Regions from separate parts of the Mus musculus genome. Here region 2 is linked to region 1. Evidence: chromatin contacts called from public Hi-C data. All regions are on one chromosome and are shown on one strand. The core of a region is the stretch at or near the end of the contact, and the rest is flanking DNA. Distances in the headings are between cores, read along the strand shown. Region 1 has its middle 9.4 kb from the start of Gm26416. Region 2 overlaps Dap (death-associated protein).

Region 1 (3,885 bases), core at 481-2,980:
CGTGGATGTGGAGAAAGAGGAACACTCCTCCATTGTTGGTGGGATTGCAGGCTTGTACAACCACTATGGAAATCAGTCTGGCGGTTCCTCAGAAAACTGGATATAGTACTACCGAAGGATCCAGCAATACCTCTCCTGGGCATATATCCAGAAGATGCCCCAACTGGTAAGAAGGACACATGCTCCACTATGTTCATAGCAGCCTTATTTATAATAGCCAGAAGCTGGAAGGAACCCAGATGCCCCTCAACAGAGGAATGGATACAGAAAATGTGGTACATCTACACAATGGAGTACTACTCAGCTATTAAAAAGAATGAATTTATGAAATTCCTAGCCAAATGGATCGACCTGGAGGGCATCATCCTGAGTGAGGTAACACATTCACAAAGGAACTCACACAATATGTACTCACTGATAAGTGGATATTAGCCCAAAACCTAAGATACCCAAGATATAAGATACAATTTCCTAAACACATGAAACTCAAGAAAAATGAAGACTGAAGTGTGAACACTATGCCCCTCCTTAGAAGAGGGAACAAAACACCCTTGGAAGGAGTTACAGAGACAAAGTTTGGAGCTGAGATAAAAGGATGGACCATGTAGACACTAGCATATCCGGGGATCCATCCCATAATCAGCTTCCAAATGCTGACACCATTGCATACACTAGCAAGATTATGCTGAAAGGACCCTGATATAGCTGTCTCTTGTCAGAGTATGCCTGGGCCTAGCAACCATAGAAGTGGATGCTCACAGTCGGCTATTGGATGGATCACATGGCCCCCAATGAAGGAGCTAGAGAAAGTACCAAAGAAGCTAAAGGGATCTGCAACCCTATAGGTGGAACAACATTATGAACTAACCAGTACCCCGGAGCTCTTGACTCTAGCTGCATATGCATCAAAAGATGGCCTAGTCGGCCATCACTGGAAAGAGAGGCCCATTGGACACGCAAACTTTATATGCCCCAGTACAGGGGAACGCCAGGGCCATAAAAGGGGAGTGGGTGGGTAGGGGAGAGGGGGTGGGTGGCTATGGGGGACTTTTGGTATAGCATTGCAAATGTAAATGAGCGAAATACCTAATAAAAAATGGAAAAAAAATCACAGAACAGTTAATATTAAAATAATTAATTGAAAAAAAAAAAAAGACTGTGTGTGCACATGTGCACACTCTATGCCATACAGTGGTCCTTTCCCATTTATCTCTAGTTGGACTTTCCATTACATCAGGCTGCATCTGTCTGGGGCAGCCTCCTTCCACAACACACACACACACACACACACACACACACACACACACACACACACACACTGTTGAAATGTGTTTGCTGTAGTCAGGGGCAAATGGTCATTCTCCCTCTACCCCAAGTCTTAGTGTGTTGGAATTCCGAGCCCTAGGATTTCAAAATGTGATCTTATTTAAAGATACTGTAGAAACGTATATTAAAAAGCTTTGTTTAAAAGGTATATATGAACGTAAGTGGGTTTCTTGTTTGAACTTGGATCACATCTCCAAGATTTCCAAATACATATATATCTGTGTGTGTATGCATGCATATAGATGCAAATATTCAAAATCTAAAATAATATCCAAATCTTAGTCCCAAGCACTTCAGATCTACTTTGTGGTAACAGTCAAGGCAGAAAAGAACACAGCGAGCATCCGCTAGTGTTCCCTTTTCTGACTCATGCTCCTTCCGTCCTAGGGGAAAGTTACTGCCGGTGACAAATGACCAGCACGGCTGGGTTGTGTGGTCTGATTCATGCTGCAGAACTTCTCTGGGACCTGGCAGTAGCTGATCGAACAGCTTTGTGTACTTTTCCACGCCTGATTCGTCTTCCCTTCTCCTGGGAGCCCTTCCTTTAAAGACCCCTTGCACAGGCTCCCTGACTGCTTATACTCAGGGGAACCAAGTTCAAAGCAGCTGGCCTGCTAAGTCAGGCCTTTTCATAGCCACAGCCCCTTCCCAGCCCGGAGGAGTCTGCCTAGTCCTGCTGTTACACAACACCTATCTCCAAGACTCCAGCTTAACATCCTCGATGACAGTTGCCCTTCCCTCAGCAGTTCTTACTCTTATGTGTCAGGCCAGGGGGGCATAGAAAGGGGGAGTCTTAAAGCCTTGCTGGTTTGATCTTCTCTGGTGAAGGGAGCTGGGGAGACAGAGGATAAAACTCTTGCCTTGCAAGTACAAAGAAAGGCAGAGTTCAGTCCTGGATCTCCAATAAAAGCTGGGTGTGGCTGTAAGTATTTGTGACAGCAGTGAGCTATCTGTGATGGATCTCTAGGGCTAGCTGCTCACTGGCCGAGACTACAGGGCAAACTCCAAGCCCATGAAAGACCCCCTGCACAGACACGAAAAAGAAAAACAGAGGTGGTTGTTACCTAAGGAGTGACTACCAAGATTCTCCTTTGGCTTCCACATACATGAACATGCATATGGATACGCAGAGATGCATATAAAATAAAAGGCTTCCTAAGACAGAAAAATCCATCCATCTCCCTACCAGATTCCAGAAACTCACACAGCATTTCTTCAGGAAGAAGTGAGAAAGAGGTTGCCGTCCTGATTTTGGAGGAGTTTGAGAGAGTGGGTGAGCATTTATGCTGGTTTTTCTCCCGCTTTGGCTCTAAGTTTTCACCCTAGTGAAAGAGTCCAGCAAACAAAGAGAAAGGCCATTCCACAACTGCCCTGCCTTTGACCAGGTACAGCCGGTCTGGGCAGTGTGTAAATCAGGACAGTGAACTGCTGTTTTCCGGGCTTGTCTTAGCCCTCAGAGCACACCACTCCTTGCCCAATCCTGGTGCTGAACCTCCACTAGGACATCTCAAAAGCAAATCTCAGAGGAGAGCCCCTTCAGAACTACTCCAGCCAGCCAGCTTTCCAAGAGCGGCTTCTCTTGAGATGTCTCTGGACGTCAAAGGTTTTCCTTCCAGAACACTCATCTGGAATCCCATGTTCAGGAGCTGTAAATAGTTAAATGTGCTTCTATCCAGAGCTGCTCCCTCCCAGTCTCCCAATCTCCACCGCGTTGTCCTAAGTTTCATATCACTTTAATTAATACCTGCTACTTCTGTCTACATTTCTGCCCTGATTTTTGAACCTGTATTCCAGTCATGCCTGCCATTTCTTCCATCCGAATTTGGGGAAATATGCTACTTGCCCCACTGTTTTACACAGACCAGAAAATGGATGGAGGGAAGACCTGACCTTGATAACGGCAGTTAAAGAGGAAGGCAATTGGGTATATTCAAAAGATGGGTGGGGGGCTGGAGAGATGGCTCAATGGTTAAGAGCACTGACTGCTCTTCTGAAGATCCTGGGTTCAAATCCCAGCAACCACATGGTGGCTCATAATCATCTGTAATGAGATCTGACGCCCTCTTCTGGTGCATCTGAAGACAGCTACAGTGTACTTACATATAATAGTAAATGAATCTTTAAGCCAGAGGGAGCAGGGCCGACTGGAGCAAGCAGAGGTCCTGACCTCAAATTCCCAGCAACCACATGATAGCTTACAACCACTAGTTCAGCTAGTGTATTCATATACATAAAATAAATAAATCTTTTTTTTAAGATGGGTGGGATCTCGATCATAAGATTGGTGGCCATCATGGAATTTTACTGAGAGATGCAGGGGCGGCAGAATGGTGATCTCATTCACTGTGGTTCTAAGAAAATGGCGTCGGGGTGAGTCTGAAGGATTGATGAGTTTCAACAGATGCAGAGGGGAGAGCTAGGAAATGAGAACTGTTTCCTGTGGAGAGAATAATTTACCAAAAGGTACAGAGCCAAGTCCACTGATCAGAAACCAGCCAGCAGGATTGTAAGCAGGATACAGAGAGGACAGAAAGGAAAGGTTTGTGCCAGAGAAGCAGG
Region 2 (3,885 bases), core at 961-3,460, 61 kb after region 1:
GGAGGGAGCCCGGGCTGTAGACCAACCAGCATCTGTGTCTTAGCTGGGAACCTGTACGTTCAAGTGCTGAAAGGACTTTCTACATGACTATGACTACAATCCCAGGGGGACCTGGACTGTTCAGAGAAGGGGAAAGACAGATGCGTGGACATGGTGGTCTCATTGAGGAAGGGCAGGGCAGCCGAGCCGCACCACTGAAGCCCTGAACTCATACACTTGTTTCCTTGGGCTCTCAGAGGGCTGGCCCTCTGCCATCACATAGATGGGCCACATCCACAGGAATGGTACTCAGAAGAGGAAGCAGCCATCTCGTGTCTGCTTTTAAGAGCAAGAAGGTGCTATGCTAGAAGCCCCCTTGCAAAGCCATTTGTCAGGACTTAGTCACATGACTGTGCCTCAGATCCTTTTAGACCTATCATACTCAGCAGAATGAATGTTTGGCATAGGGCCGCATCTTAAAGAGTAGTCATTATAGGCACCCTTGACACTAATCAGATACCACTGGTTAAGTTTGCTAGAATATTGCTGCCCCAAGTCTTCTAGTGGATATGCATGGGACAGAGATCTGACAACCCACCAGCTGTCAACAGCAGCTTTCAGCTGTCCCCACGGTGCACACAGCACTGCTGGGTGCCAGGTACTTCCCTGTGCAGGGCCTGCTAGTGAGCTTGCATCCCCTTTGGAGACTGTAAGCTTAGAAAATTAAAGTTATGTTATCACCAGAATGAAATTTCACAGTAGAGGGCATCTAGGGTTCTCTAGCTCCTTAAAAAAAAAAAAAAAAGCTGCATGGATCACACAGTCAGACTCCATGTTCTTAACTCCCATGATGACAGCCAGGGCCTTGTTGGGGATAGGCATGGGTAGAGTAACAATGACTGGAAGCTGAATGGCTGTCCCGGGCCATGGCTGAGGAGGCTATCTCATGAGTCCACCAGTGTGGGAAGCTCACCAAGCCAAGTTCCTGTGAGTGCTCAAGCAGTTGAGCACTTGTGCTCTGCTGTTGGCTGTGTCCCCAGGGAAGATGAGTTTTCTGCTAAGGCAATGCTGGAATGGGACCTCCGCAGGCAGGACTTTGAGAGCTGTGGCAAACGCGAGCCTGCGGATTGGTAATGACGACAGTGCAGTTGTCAGAGCTGCATGGTATGTGGCCCGGGTGCGGTTGTCTCAGCCCTCCCTGGGACTCCACAAAGCAGAACCCCATGTGGGACAAGCGCAGCCCACTGGAGAAAAGTAGACTCGGTCTTAGATCTTTGAGTATATCTCTTCCATTTCAGACAAAAATAAAAGTCATACGGCCACCGCTAGCTGGATTCGTGTGAGTCACGAGGGGAGGGAGCTAGTTCAGTGCTTTGAGTTTGTGCTCTTCACAGGGAAGGGCTAGCTGTTGTCTTGCGGTCTTAGTACATTATACATCTCTATAAACAGACTCCTATAATTGATGGATTATAAAGCAAAGCCTTGTCTTGACGAATGATTCTGGAGATTTATAGCTGTGTGGGCTGCATCTGGCGGTGGCCTTTGCTGAATCACAAGGTGGTACCGTGCAATGGGTGGTCCCATTGCAATAACAGGAGTATGTGCGTGCGTGCGTGCGTGTGTGTGTGTGTGTGTGTATTTCATGTCGTGGCACATGTGTGGAGGACAGAGGACAACTTAGGAGTCTCAGTTCTGTCCCACAGGGTCGGCCCTCGGCTTCAAACTTAGGTTGTCAGGCTTGGCAGCAAGTGCCTTTACCTGCTGAGCCATCTCACCTGCCCCAGCACACAGAATCTTGATGAGAACGTATGGGGATTAGTGCCAGCTAAATGGATCAGTGTTCTGTTGATGATGCTTCTGAAGAGAAGACCGTGATGCTGACACTGGAGTGAGGCCGGGATCACCCCCACACCCCTTCTTTTTCACCATCTGAGCGCGTGGCTCCCCAAGGCTTCCAGGCTAACGCTGTGGGTTATGGTCGGGCATTCACTTTTCAGGCAGGATCTACTTCTGGTCTGCCATTAACACGAACCTAGAAAGCCTGATGAGTTTATGCTTTTCTGGATAGATATATCTCCACACAGCGGAGAAAACAAAAACACGGGGCCAGCCTAGTGGAATGTTCCTAACTCACCAGTGACAGCCAGGCCCTGGTGGGGTGTGTGTGTGTGTGTGTGGACTGAAGCAGTGCGGGTGGGCGTGCTTTACCCACACTGACTGGCGGGTCAGATTCCTGAGGAATGTGTCAGAGAGGCTATCACACGGCCTGCTTGACTTTGCTCAGTCTGGGTCCTGCGCCCTGCACACTGGCATGCATCTCGTTTCCCAGAAGCTCTGAGAACATGGAGCACAGGGGTGTGGTGCGGTGGCAGACATTCTCACCCATCCCTGGTGGAACCTGGATCCTCCCAGTGCCTTGAGAATCCTGTGTTCTGATATTCTGAAGTGTCACCGTCTCGTTAGAGCCAGGGACAGACTGTCGAGAAAATTGGAGACCCAAAACAAGTGAGTCAGAAAACCAGACTCCCTGTAGGTCAGAAGAACAATTCGTAAAAGACCAAATGTCTGTAAATAAATATCAGTGGCAAACAAATACAAAATAAAGCCGCACTTCTCTTGCATTAAAAGAGAAAAATGAAAATAAAAAGATAAGCCGGGCTGGAGAGACGACTCAGTCAATTGAGCACTGGCCATGAAGCATGGAGGTGGTTTCCAGTCCCCAGCACCCTCATAAAAGCTGGACATGGTGGTGTGTGCCTGTAAGCCCAGCTCTGCGGGACGCAGTCCGGAAGATCCCTGAGGCTTGCCAGCTAGCTAGCATAGCTGAGCTGTAGAGATCTGGGTTCGCAGAGATGCCTGTCTCAACATAATAGGGTAGAAAGCCACTGGGGAAGATACCCAATGTCAGCCTCTGGCTTCCACATGCCTGTGCACACCCGGGGCAGGGGAGGACATTTCCCTGATACTGTTTCTTTTTTATTAATTGCATATGAGTTGGCTGTCTCCACCTTGAGCTCGCCTCTCCTTGCCTCCCAGCTTCCTTGTTGAGCTCCTTGGACTGCAACCAGGGAATTCGTACTTTCTTCTCTGTCCCTCACGTCGTGAATGCCTGGAGACAGTCCCCTCCTCACTGAAAACAAGGCTGCAGCCCCATCCTGTGTGCATCTCACACCTCCTTGTTGTGGCTCTGCCTCAGCTCTGAACACTGGCCCACCAGGCTGGGAAAGACTTCCCAGATGGCCTCTCCTCCTCTGTTCTTAGGAGGGTGGTGGAGTTGGTGTTTACATAAGTAGCTGGGCCGCCCTCTGTCATAGCACTGACTTGGTCATGGCCGCTACTCTCTAGTCCTCCACTCGCAAGCTCCCAGTGCTGCTTCTCTCCTCTCCCGCTGTGTCAGCCGCATGCTGTCCTGGCGTGCTGACAATCAGCTCTCCATGGATACCTCACAGTTCTGCGGTCTGCATCCTGAGAGCCAGGACGCACCACCGAGATGGCATTACCCTGAAAGGAGGCATTCCAGGTCAGAGGGGCTTGAGCACTGCCCCTTCCCAGATATATCCAGATCAGAGGAGGAAAGGCTCCATCTTTCACCCCTGAGATGGATGCTGGTGGTGTCTGCAGCCAAGGAGAGCTGTCTCCCTGTCTCCAGAGAGGAGAGAAGATGCACCAGAGCCCTGTGTAACATCAGCCACCCTCATTTCAGGGGTTCCATCCTAGGAGGACCCCACTAGCATCACAGGTGACATCTGGTCCTTGGGATGCCGCCGTTTTACTGTAGGAATTGATGCTTAAGGGGCCGCTGCTACAGATCACTGGCCTGGCTTTTATTCCCATTTGTCTGGAAATGGTGGTTGTTTCCCATGAGCTGGGAGAAAAGAGAGACCTTAGATCTCTGTTCTCTCTCCC

Evidence for each region. Hi-C and Micro-C count contacts between places; a contact is called where the count stands out from the background.
Region 2: a contact with region 1 is called in a Hi-C map of muscle stem cells, with 2.0 times the contacts expected there. The contact joins two enhancer-like sites. A contact is called at or near these places in 4 of 39 promoter capture datasets (the 3T3-L1 cell line, embryonic stem cells, epiblast stem cells and 1 more), 12 of 484 Hi-C or Micro-C datasets (the AML12 cell line, the C2C12 cell line, CD4 T cells and 5 more) and 2 of 115 datasets of contacts at active chromatin or transcription factors (heart atrium and pancreatic cancer cells).

What each region holds. Positions count from the first base shown.
Region 1 is chr15:31,182,986-31,186,870 of GRCm38.p6, forward strand. No RefSeq gene overlaps it. Among named protein-coding and RNA genes, the nearest start is that of Gm26416, 9.4 kb to the right of the region's middle. Within about 2 kb of position 1,731, at least 77 of the 459 cell types and tissues checked have an H3K27ac peak or open chromatin away from gene starts, as enhancers often do. A contact at or near this core is called in the C2C12 cell line, embryonic fibroblasts, muscle stem cells and 2 more, where this site is marked.
Region 2 is chr15:31,243,926-31,247,810 of GRCm38.p6, forward strand. The region is part of intron 2 of Dap (death-associated protein); the gene reads left to right. Among named protein-coding and RNA genes, the nearest start is that of Gm41285, 18 kb to the right of the region's middle. Within about 2 kb of position 2,211, at least 87 of the 459 cell types and tissues checked have an H3K27ac peak or open chromatin away from gene starts, as enhancers often do. A contact at or near this core is called in the C2C12 cell line, embryonic fibroblasts, muscle stem cells and 2 more, where this site is marked.